2 separate regions of the Siniperca chuatsi genome follow, and region 1 is linked to region 2. The links are chromatin contacts, called in public Hi-C maps. All regions are on one chromosome and are shown on one strand. The core of a region is the stretch at or near the end of the contact, and the rest is flanking DNA. Distances in the headings are between cores, read along the strand shown. Region 1 holds the start of znf407 (zinc finger protein 407). Region 2 holds the start of zhx2a (zinc fingers and homeoboxes protein 2a).

Region 1 (5,468 bases), core at 810-3,309, 220 kb before region 2:
AGTTAAGTGCATTAGCCACAAATTCTGTAATTAACCACAAGATTCTGAAAAGTGATCAATCCTTCAACAACACTATCTGACTTAACACAAGTAAATGTTGCCATCTAGTGCTTCCAGACACAAATTGTTGGGTAAATACATGCCAGCATGAGAGCTGACTGTCACTGCTTCTTAAATGAGCAAAAATAAGTCCACTTAAGTTACAGTCATTTAATGGAGTATACATATCATACATGTCATTGCTGATTCATTACTAAATGCTTGTAGACATGATTCAGTAGAGCTACAGTCATTGCCACAGTTAGATCAGTAATAGTATATTAAGTATAGCTTAACATTTAATTATGAATAACCATATTTCTAATGCTTCACAGTTGCAATAGTCTAAAAGTGTCCTTTTTTGTAGCAAATATGCAATGTAATTTTACAGTGGCCGAGACAGCTCAATGCACTGCAACTCAAGAAGTGCTTCTGATTTGCTTGCCTGTCCTGTATTTGCAGCATGTTTCTTTTTACGACATATGTGTAGTCAAACTGATGAATGTGTTTCTTAATTTGCTTGTGTTTTACTTATTTGCAGCTTTCTCAACCACCATATAATTCATTGTTTGTGTAAAATGAAATGGGGACATCTTGAGCACATAATATTACATTTCAGCCCATTTTCCATGATCCATATATAAACTGTCACGAAAATATATTTTTATATACCTTTTAACTACATTTCATCCTGTTATTTATCCTGTTGTTGTATAAGGATTTGAGTTAAATCAATACTGGATACTGTCCCTTGCCTAGATTTACGTGTGTGTAGTGGGCCATGCCCTGTTTCTGAAAACAAGCCTCAGCCTATTTGTACTCGCAAATGTAAATGTAGTAATAAATAAAAAAGTGATCTTAGGGGTTCATTGGGGTTCTGTTAAGGTCAACCAATGAGCACTTTATTTCAATAAAGTCTAACACTGAGAATGAGCTCATTGTGCTCACTACCGCCATCAATCGTGTATTGTGGTAGAATATAACTACAGGATTTCCAGAAGGCACACCGTTTCAAGTTCGAATATACAGTGACGTTAATGTGTATGTGGGATTGATAACGTTAGGTGGATTGTACGCCGAAATAAAGAGTGACTTATAGGTGAATTATTACGGGTCTTAACTCGTGTTATGTTTCCAGGTTTTTAATTGGGGATTCGGTATTACGTTCCCTCTACAGAGCGGAGAACATACACCGTTAGTATCTGGGCAGAAGGCAACGGTGTCGGTTGTGACCGCATTCAGAGACGGTCACGAATGTTGTGTCTGCTTCTGGTACAGCTCCGTCGTCATTTAACAAGCCTTTGAACACAATTTAACTACACTGCCGACTTGCTGACTATATGGGTGAATTTCCAGCGAGTTTACTACCAAGCATCTAATACTGGCTTAAAAAGTATTGTTAAGTTAGCCGAACAGGTTTTAGACTGCACGTTGGAAACGGAAACGACAAACATCTAGTGCTGCAGTGTAAAATACTGCGTATAGCACTCTTTTCACGGCGTAAATGGCTCTTGCACTAAGACACAAACCAGTTTGAGTTGTTGTCAATACTGCTGTTGTGCTGTCTACCGCGGCTAACATGCTAACAAGGGACATGTTTCCCAACTGTGTTTTGAGATACGCAGAGCGCGTCCAATTAAATTGCTACATCAGCTGTGTTATCCAATCACAGCGGGACAAAGGCGGGTCTAGATTGCTCCATGGCTTGAAAACGACGGCAGCACAGAGGCCCAAAAAGGAGGCTAACGTCGACCTCTGAAGGAGTGTTCTATATTGCTGAAACAGTGCTTGAAAATACCCCATAGAGTCGTCTATAGTTTCAGTATAAGCATCTCGAGCAATAATTAGAGTATACAGTCGAACCTCAATGAAACTTACCTCTTGTTATACGACTATTTCCACTGTCCGCGCTTTTCGCTGCTAGACACAAATGGCGTACCGTAGCGTGAGCCATGCGTCACACGAGAAGGCGTTATTTGTTTTCCCACCCGTTTTACGTCAAGTCCCGCCCTACTGTGCTGTGATTGGCTAGCTCGTTATTTCGACGCGTTCTTGCGATTGGATCCTAGCTCCTAGATCCTTTTTTTCTAGTGACACTACTGACGTTGACGATAATGTAATAAATATAAATATGTTTAAAATCTTTATATCTTCAGAGGGGATGCAACTCAATTTAGCTATACGCAATTTAACCCCTTGTTCATATAACATTTGCTTCACAACTACAACTTGCCGTGCCAAGTTCTTTTTAACTTTCACAGAGGAGCAATAGGAAGCACCCTGACTGGAACATCACATGCGCACGGCGCATGAAAGGAGGGCAGCGGGTGATTAAACCGCTCCGCACCCATATACCGAGCAGCAGTGATATCGGTGAGGTGAGGTGCCTGCGCAGAGCCCAAAGGGTACTAAAGCACAGTACCCACCCCGACCACAGCATCTTCACCCTGCTGCCGTCTGGAAAGAGATACAGCAGTATCCGGTGTCGTACCACCAGACGACAGAGCAGCTTCTTCCCTCAGGCTGAGAGACTCCTAACTTCATCCCCAGCACTCCACCATGTAAAATAGTTTTATGACTTATTATTTATTCACTAATCCATTGTATATCATTTTTGTACATAGCATTTGTTTTTATGAGTAGCATAAAGGGAACTACAACCCAAATCTCGTTATACAACCCTGTGTTGTAAAATGATCAAATCTATCTTGTATTCAATGAACATTATTACACTCCATCTTGAACCATGTGTTATCGAGAAAAACAAGGTTAGAGAACTGTTAACATATTCCCCTCAGAACTATTAGTATCAGTGTGGTAAATTAACTGATCAGATTTGTCATATTTTATAATAAAGGTCAACTAGAATATGTATGCAATAAGTTTCAGGCGAGGGAGCACCTAGGAGCTCTTCCATGCAGCATCCAATCACAAGGACGCGTCGAAGTAACGAGTACTAGCCAATTACAGCACAGTAGGGCGGGCCTTGACAGAAAACGGGTGGGGAGAAAGTAACGCGGCCTTGGCTCCATGTCTTATACGTCCATGCTTGTCTCTGGCTACCCGCGGCTTCCGCCTGAACCTGTTGTGAATCACTTTTTAATTCGGCTAATCACTTCCCAGTATTATAAGTGGGGGAGGTACACAAACGACTCAAACTCCATTGTACCAGATAACTTTTCAACAAGCTAGTTAGTTAACGCTGTCTGCTTATCAACTCATTGATAATAACAGAATATAGTAACTTTCACCACTGCACGTTTTAGAAAGGCCACCGCAAGAAAACGTGTTCTTTGTTTAGATTATCAAACAAACAACGGATCACATATGTTTGTTTCTGGCTTCCAGCATTAGCTAGCGAGGCTTCATTTTCCCAGGACCGTCCCGGTGGGCGGAGAACGGTCCAGCAGAGTAACTCGTACAACACACCCAGTCAGGAATCGATGCATTTAAGGTCATGTTTTACACAGGTTTTACAACAAAGTAGGCCTACATCACCAGCCACGAGGGGCATCATGCATAGATAAGAAATAGATTTTGTACGTTTTAGTTAATTTACTGCTCTTGAATTTGGGTATTTCTATTCTTCTGTAAAAAGGTATTGCTTTTGTTACTTAGGGAAGGTTGTTGACTTGAGGACTAACATCAGGACTCATCAGTAGCCTACCTAGCTTGAAGCTGAGGTGAAGTTTTCTTGTGGAGATTACCATCTGCAGGCTGAGGACTAGGAAGAGCATGTGAATGTAGCACATTTCATTACATTTCTGCCGTATTAATGTACAGTGGCCATGTGAGAGAGTTGAGCTTTTGTTTGAAGTTTAAAAAAAAATCTTCAAATTAAAAAAATGTTGCCATATTTTGAAGAAAATATTTCTAGTAGCTTATATTGTTGGAAAGTAAAGAAAGAAAATTTAAAAAAAAACACCGTACTAAATATGATGCTATAGTGTGGTGAATCTGAATATATATGTTCATGTTTCCTTCGTAGCAATTTCTTTTACCTTTCTGAACTGTCATTAAAATGTTATGGTTGTATAAGAAATATTTTTTTAAATTATTGTATTTATTTAAAGTAGGTTCAGCAGCATGTGGACTATACAGAGAGAGCATATATTTTTCTCAAATGGTCAGCCTGTGATGAATCACCACTTCCATTTGACATCCTGTGTTAGCTTTATGGGAAGACTGAAGATGGATTAATGCATGGGCATTAATTGATTAAGTAGTCTGACAGGTCAGGAGGTGATAAATGATACCTCCTGCAATGAATACACAGTTTACTTTGCAATAATTTTCTTTAATTCATCACAGTCAAAATTATATGACATGGATGGTTGGAAACACATACCCCCTCCTCCCCTGTCCCCCATTTTTCATTAGGATTCATCATTCATTTTTCTCCATTAGTTGTCTATTAAAAGAGGGGAGGCTGGCTTTAGTGGACACTGCCTCAGTCTCCTCTCTTTTTAGCTGTTGCACCTGTTTTGCTATGAAATCAACAGACTTTCCCCCTTAAATTTGTTTGTTGTTTGGATTTTTTGTTGTAATGTGTTTTCAGTCAATCAGTCAATCAATCAATTAATTAATTTCCAGATCCATGGACAAATTAATGATGGCTCCGTTCTATAAGTGTCTCGGTAAGCCATGACAGTATGACAGTGAGTCAGCATACCAGGACCCTGAAACAGAAGCAGCTAAATGGAATTCAGCCATCATTTACTGCATTATGTACTGTTTATTTTATCGTCAAAATGTTTTCTGTGAAAAAGGACTACAGACATCACCCTGACTTTAGTTTTATTGTACGTCTTAGGCTAGGATAGAAATGACACCTTAATCATTCTTATTCATGAGTTTGGTTACCTCAAGTAACTTTAAACTGAGCAGATCTAATCAACCAGAATAACTACAAACACCTGTGTTTCCACTGAGTCGTCAATTGACTAAACCCTGAGCTATGGCAAAGACCCAGCATATGATATTCATTTTCAAACTTTGAAACATGCTTATATGCAGTATACAGTAGAACAAGATCACTAAGAGTATGAATATCTAACAGTATTATGTTGTCAGGACACATTGCACAGTGCAACCAATTGCAGAGCCCTTCAAAAAGCACATCAACAATGCTGGAAATGATGTGGTAGGTCCCCAGTCACACAGATGATCCTCCAACTGGCTCGCACAGTCACTTATAAGACATGGATAAAAAGCTAGTTGAAAGAAGCTGGTAGGCAACATTATGACACAGACTGAACAGAAATTATAGCTTCAAATGTGTCCCCCATTTTCCTGCACTGTACTTTTGACATTAACTGTGTGTGTGTGTGTGTGTGTGTGTGTGTGTGTGTGCGCTTTCAGCGCCTGATTTCCTAAGGCAGCAGCTCCTGGACTGAACCTGGTAGGCTACTAAACCTCCAGACGCACTC
Region 2 (5,435 bases), core at 1,267-3,766:
GACGTGAAAAATTCAATCAACATAGTGAAGCATTCTGGAGGTAAAACAGTCCTTCAAAACAAGGTTGGAGAAATTCACTGCTCTTGATCTTAACTATGTTCTGATGTTTCAGCATTTTCCATTCATATTATCGTTGGAGACATGCAATTTATCAGCTTTCCTTTTTATATTTGTTTTCATCCAGCGAGGGGAATTTGTCTTGACGTTCTGGTCTAAGAGCAAGTAACAGCATTAAAAATACTCAAGCAGATTATCAACAACAATATATTCAGTTTGACTTCAGGGATCAGGGATAGCTACACTACATTTGGTCAATCACAAACTGAACAAGCAATATTAGATAAATAATGGCTAAAAGGCATGCTGTTATTGCACAAACAACAATTTCTCTGCCACTGGATATTGTGATAAGCAGCTGGTATTCCTAACCTTGGAACCGTTCTTCATTTTAAAAGTGATTTGTGGTCAAAATTGAAATACCAATCCAGCTAAAGTCACCATTTCAAATGAACCCAAACCTCCCAGCAGCCAGAGATGGCTAACTCTGCTAATATTAATTCAATAATAGAGACATTGCAGAGCAGATGACTGTGTACTCTGTTTAGTTCAGTTTTGAACTGAACAAACCAGATTAATTACATTAGCCTAGACAGTACAAAAGTACAACAGTTTATGCAACATATTCATACATTTCATCTGCACTACCTTTTGCATGAGTGATGTCTCAGTTATCTCTATTACCTTAAAGCTTAGAAACCCTGGTGTAATGATATGACCAGCTCTCTATACTGCCATTAGACTTGGGGAAATCAATTAGGAAACTTACATTTTTGCTTGAATTCACCCAATGGCCGTCTGTTTAGGTTATATGTATAAGTAACACACTAGTGACTTTACATAGACACACACAGACACATTATTAACAATGACACACAGAGAAGCAGGCTTTGTGTAATAGGTTCAATGGTACAAACTGCATTATTTGACGTCACTGGCACCAACATGTCTGTGGAACCTGCTTAGAGCATTCCAGTGTTTTATTGGGGAAAAATATACACAAATGGTATTCACTTCAATCAACAAATCAGTTCATTATACTCTATTTTAGTTTATCACCTGCATTTGATGCATCCTAATTATTTAGGAGCAGCACAGGGGCAGGGGGCCGACTCCAGTTCTCAGGGCCAGGAGTATTCTTAAGACCTGACATGCATGTCTTTTGGTGTTGGCTGAAACCGCTCCACCCAGAGGAAACAACCACTGGGAAAACATACAAACTTGACACAAAAGGCCCAAGTTATGCTTTAAAGGCCTATATACAGATACAGTAGAATGTATAATTCTTGTGATTTTGGATCCAACTGAACTTAAAGGGGCAATTTTACACATCAAGGTCAGTTTAACTCACATGATGTCATCAGGCAACCCTGCGTTATAAACTGAGGCAAGACATTTACCAGGCAGGGAGGATCTAACAAAAGACGCTACTGATTTGCATCATGGGAATTGTAGGATCCAGTGTTTTTGTAGGGACTAAAAGTCAGCATATCTCAGCCTCTGCAGCACTGATCTAAACAACTTTTTTAAAATCTGTTTCTAAAAGGTTCCCCAACTTTATGGATGTGCAATACTAAATTAGTGAAGATCCTCTTTAAGATAAAACAGTCCTGCTTTGTACTCTTGAAACCTTGCATCTCCAGAAAACAAATCACTGCCTCAGAAACTAAGAGAAATCAGTGAATTTGTTGTTTTAAAGTGACATGTCTGTATTTGCAAAGCAATATTGGTGCATTTGCTTATCCCCTAAGGACTAGAGAAAGACTGTGTCATCCCAAGACTGCAGCCAAAGTTCAGGCCACATGGCAGCAAACCTCCACGGTGCTGAAGTGTCCCTGAGCAACAGAATAAATACCATCCAAGTCCAGGGTCACTGCGCTGTAATTGAACCAATTGAAACCAAATGAAAACAGGTTATTAAAATAACCCTTGTCTCTGTGATCTGATAATATTTTCTATTCATGAATGACACAAGTTTTGTGAATACCGGAGGCATCACTGCAGTACAAATTTTGTACATGACTCCACCGTCGCCACATGAGGGATGTGATGCATGCATGGGCCAAGGTCAGAATCAATTCTTAAGTGGATCCAGTGGAGGTCACTGTTGTGTGGGAGCTCACTGAGCTGTCTGTGTCACTTCAGAGCAGTCTCTCTCTCCAATATAACTTGAGTATCAGTTGACCTCTGACTAACCTTTGTGGATCCAGATGTGAGTATGTTTCCTGCGTGTGATGAAAGGCGGGGATGTATGCAGTTTCTCCACTGCAGAGCAGCCTCCAGTTGAGAAAGCACTGCAGCAACTGCACACCTCACATGCACATGCATACTGTCAGATGGAGGAGAGAGAAAGAGGAGTAGGCGGAGTGAAAGAGGGAGGGTGGGACCTTTGGGGTAACAAACGCCCCCCTCTGATACTTTAATATTCAATTAGCTCCAAGCAAGAGGCAGGCAGACATCAGCACAGGGACAACTTGACGGCAACAAGACGCTGTTCATTCATTTTTACACCAGCAGGCATGCTTCATGGAGCCACCAGCACTGCTCCTGCCGTCTGGAGAAAGAGTTGTTTCACTTTCCTCAGCCTGTTTCTTAACTTTTCACGGCCATAACACTATGGACCCGCTGTGGACAGAGACCGGCGCTCCGGTACGGCATGCAAATACGTACTCTGACGTCGGCGATCATGTGGCTTTTGGCGTAGATCCTCCTTGTGATCGCCAATTTTTTCTTTCCTGTCGCCTGTTGTCTGCTCGGTTATTGGACCGCCGTGAGAGTGTTTAAAACACATTTGGCTTATTTCTTCGCTCAGCAGTCGCTTTGGGATTGTACTGCACTACCTGAGCATCGCGCCAAAACGGTGGGCAGGTAAGAAATAGATAAACTCTTCCTCTGCTTTTCAAACGCCCCCCCTCCCCCTAAAGTCCTTCAAGTTAAAACTGCGTGTAGTTGTTATTTTGTGCCTCTCTTGGTTTCCCCTGCCTTCGCGTGGCTCCCAAACACCCACACGCCTCTGTATAAATATTTTAACTTGTCTAGCCGCATGAACTTTGTCTGCCCCTGCCGTTTACACCTGCTTGCTGAGACAATGTGTCCGCCAAGTTGTTATTTGGACGTCCCCCCCCCCCCGTGTTTAAGTTTCACTTTGATACGTTGTGACCGTGGTGGGAGAACGCAGAGAGGAGAAACATCGTGTCTACTTTTCCTCCTCCCCGTGTCGACATAACCAGCAAAACATGGCCGTCCTTTGCCGACATGTTGTTACGTCGATGGCGAGAGGGGGAATATTTGGGGAGAGTGTTTTTCTGCGCCCCTCTGTCACATCTCGGGTTGGCCGGTGGAAACGGCCGTTAAACTCCGCACCGCCGCCGGTGTACCCGCTCAGATTCCGCGGTACGGAGGTTTGAGTGCAACTTTTGGAGTCCGACGTTGTTTATAGACTTTGATTTGTGCGACTCTGTGATGTAGGCGTAACGTTACCCCTGGTGATGCCTCCTCCCCTCCGAGACCGCGGCTCTTACTGCATGCAGACAGACACACAGTGCTGTAGCATAGGACCTGACTTATATCCTGTCGTTGCAGTAGGCTTGTAACTGCTGTAAAAAGTCAGGCGTGGTTCTTTCTATTCAGACTATATCAACTTTGGTTATGAGCCCAGTGCCCCGGACTGTAGGCGGTCTGTGTGCCGCACTCCTCAGTGTCAACACACTCTGCTTTAACCAGGGGAAGACGTGTCCTCCGTGCACCCAGTAAAACCTATTGGAGGGATAGTGGTTGTTTGATTTATGTCATTGCGTTGCATCCTTCATGTTGTTCCTGCTCTGCATAAGATAGCTTTAGTGAAGTCGCTGACAAGAGAGCTGAACAAGACAGATACAGGATGAGGGTCAAACATAGCATATGCCATTATTATACAGTCAAATACTCCAGTGCTATATTTCAAACAGGGGAATTCTGCTTGCTTTTAAAATGTAGGCCAAATGTATAACATCTGCTGCCTAATTTTCTAGTTTCTTCTGCCATTGTGTCATATAACAGTAAACATCATATACAGTAATGTGTCATAGGTTTATTATTGGGAGTCCATGTCATGAAGTTTCTTCAGTAACTGTAAACGCACTAACTTTTCAGTAAGTTGGGAGTCGTATGTCTCCATCAGACCTGAGTGCATTCTATTCAAGCCCTACATAATTTGGCTTATTGCTTTTTGGGGATTTGACATAATTTGGGCATATACTCCTACAGTAGTACTAAACACTATCAAGAGACAATTGTGCTGATACTGACCTTATTAAGCATCTTTGGTATTGGCCATGATTTGACCAATCCACATTAAATACAGTTTATTTGTCAATGTTATTATAAGATTCAATGTTTCCTCTTATTAGTTACACTCATTTAGTCAGACTGCTGCCAACTGTAGTTTCTGGTACCATAGCAGTCCCTGGCCTCACGTTACCTTACATCAAAAATGATTCCAATGAGTTCTGTGCAGTGAGGTATACAAATTTTAAAGTTTAGAAAAGGATAGCACTGGTGTACTTGGTATTTGTACATACCCTACATATCATACATCTGGCATTTATTGGCCTGTAATTGTATTCTGTATTGCGCATGGACATAATTATGATTTGATTTTGAGTCTTTCATAAACAACATACAAATGATGAGCAAGGAAAAAGTAACACCTGACCATGACATTTCCAAGAAAGGAGGCACTCAGGGAAAGCTGGCTCCCAATGCCAGTTACAATTAGCTAGATATTGACTGTGATAGTACGTAGGTTGAGATTTAAAGTAGCATTTCATATCTTACATATTGCTGGTTATGATAAGCACCCCCTGGCACAGATTTACTATGCTGTAATTCAGTGCACCTGTTTACCAGTATACAGCCTCAGACCTCTGACAGGTCTACACACTCAGTCCCTACAGGTGGGCCAACTCACTGAAAGGCATTTAGTGTTACATTTACTGCTTTTCTAAGTAAAGCTGTGGTACTGTGTGTCTGATGAAAGATCTTGGTCATTAAACGACATTCGCTTCATACCTGGGATGACCTATTATGTTGCATTTCTAAACGTTCCTTGATCAACAGTGGAGCCCAATCCGTAAAAGATGTAAGTGATTTTGATCACAGTGCAGTCAACCCCCCTTGTTATACCCGTTACCAGCTATTCCTCTGGGTATAAACTTGGCTTCGCTCACTAAGCCATGCTCTCTTGCTCTTTCCATGTGAATAAAAATGTGGCTCATGTTTGTTCTTCACATGGTTTCCACTTGTGATCTGCCAAATCACAGATAATGTTATATAATTTGGAATGACAACCGGCTCATTTTTATTGGTGGCTGAACAATCAAAGGGTTTCTTTTGATGAA

Evidence for each region. A called contact is a pair of places that touch in the nucleus more often than the background predicts.
Region 1: a contact with region 2 is called in a Hi-C map of an unstated tissue, with 6 times the contacts expected there. The contact joins the promoter of znf407 here to the promoter of zhx2a in region 2. A contact is called at or near these places in 2 of 3 Hi-C or Micro-C datasets (skeletal muscle and an unstated tissue).

Annotation. Positions count from the first base shown.
Region 1 is chrLG9:22,164,854-22,170,321 of ASM2008510v1, reverse strand. It overlaps znf407 (zinc finger protein 407), which reads right to left and starts at 2,059. Exons shown (of 10, transcript XM_044207197.1): 1 at 1,918-2,059. It overlaps LOC122881256 (a long non-coding RNA gene), which reads left to right and starts at 2,173. Exons shown (of 3, transcript XR_006379135.1): 1 at 2,173-2,600; 2 at 5,401-5,468.
Region 2 is chrLG9:21,949,705-21,955,139 of ASM2008510v1, reverse strand. zhx2a (zinc fingers and homeoboxes protein 2a) reads left to right here and starts at 2,516. Exons shown (of 13, transcript XM_044206677.1): 1 at 2,516-2,925.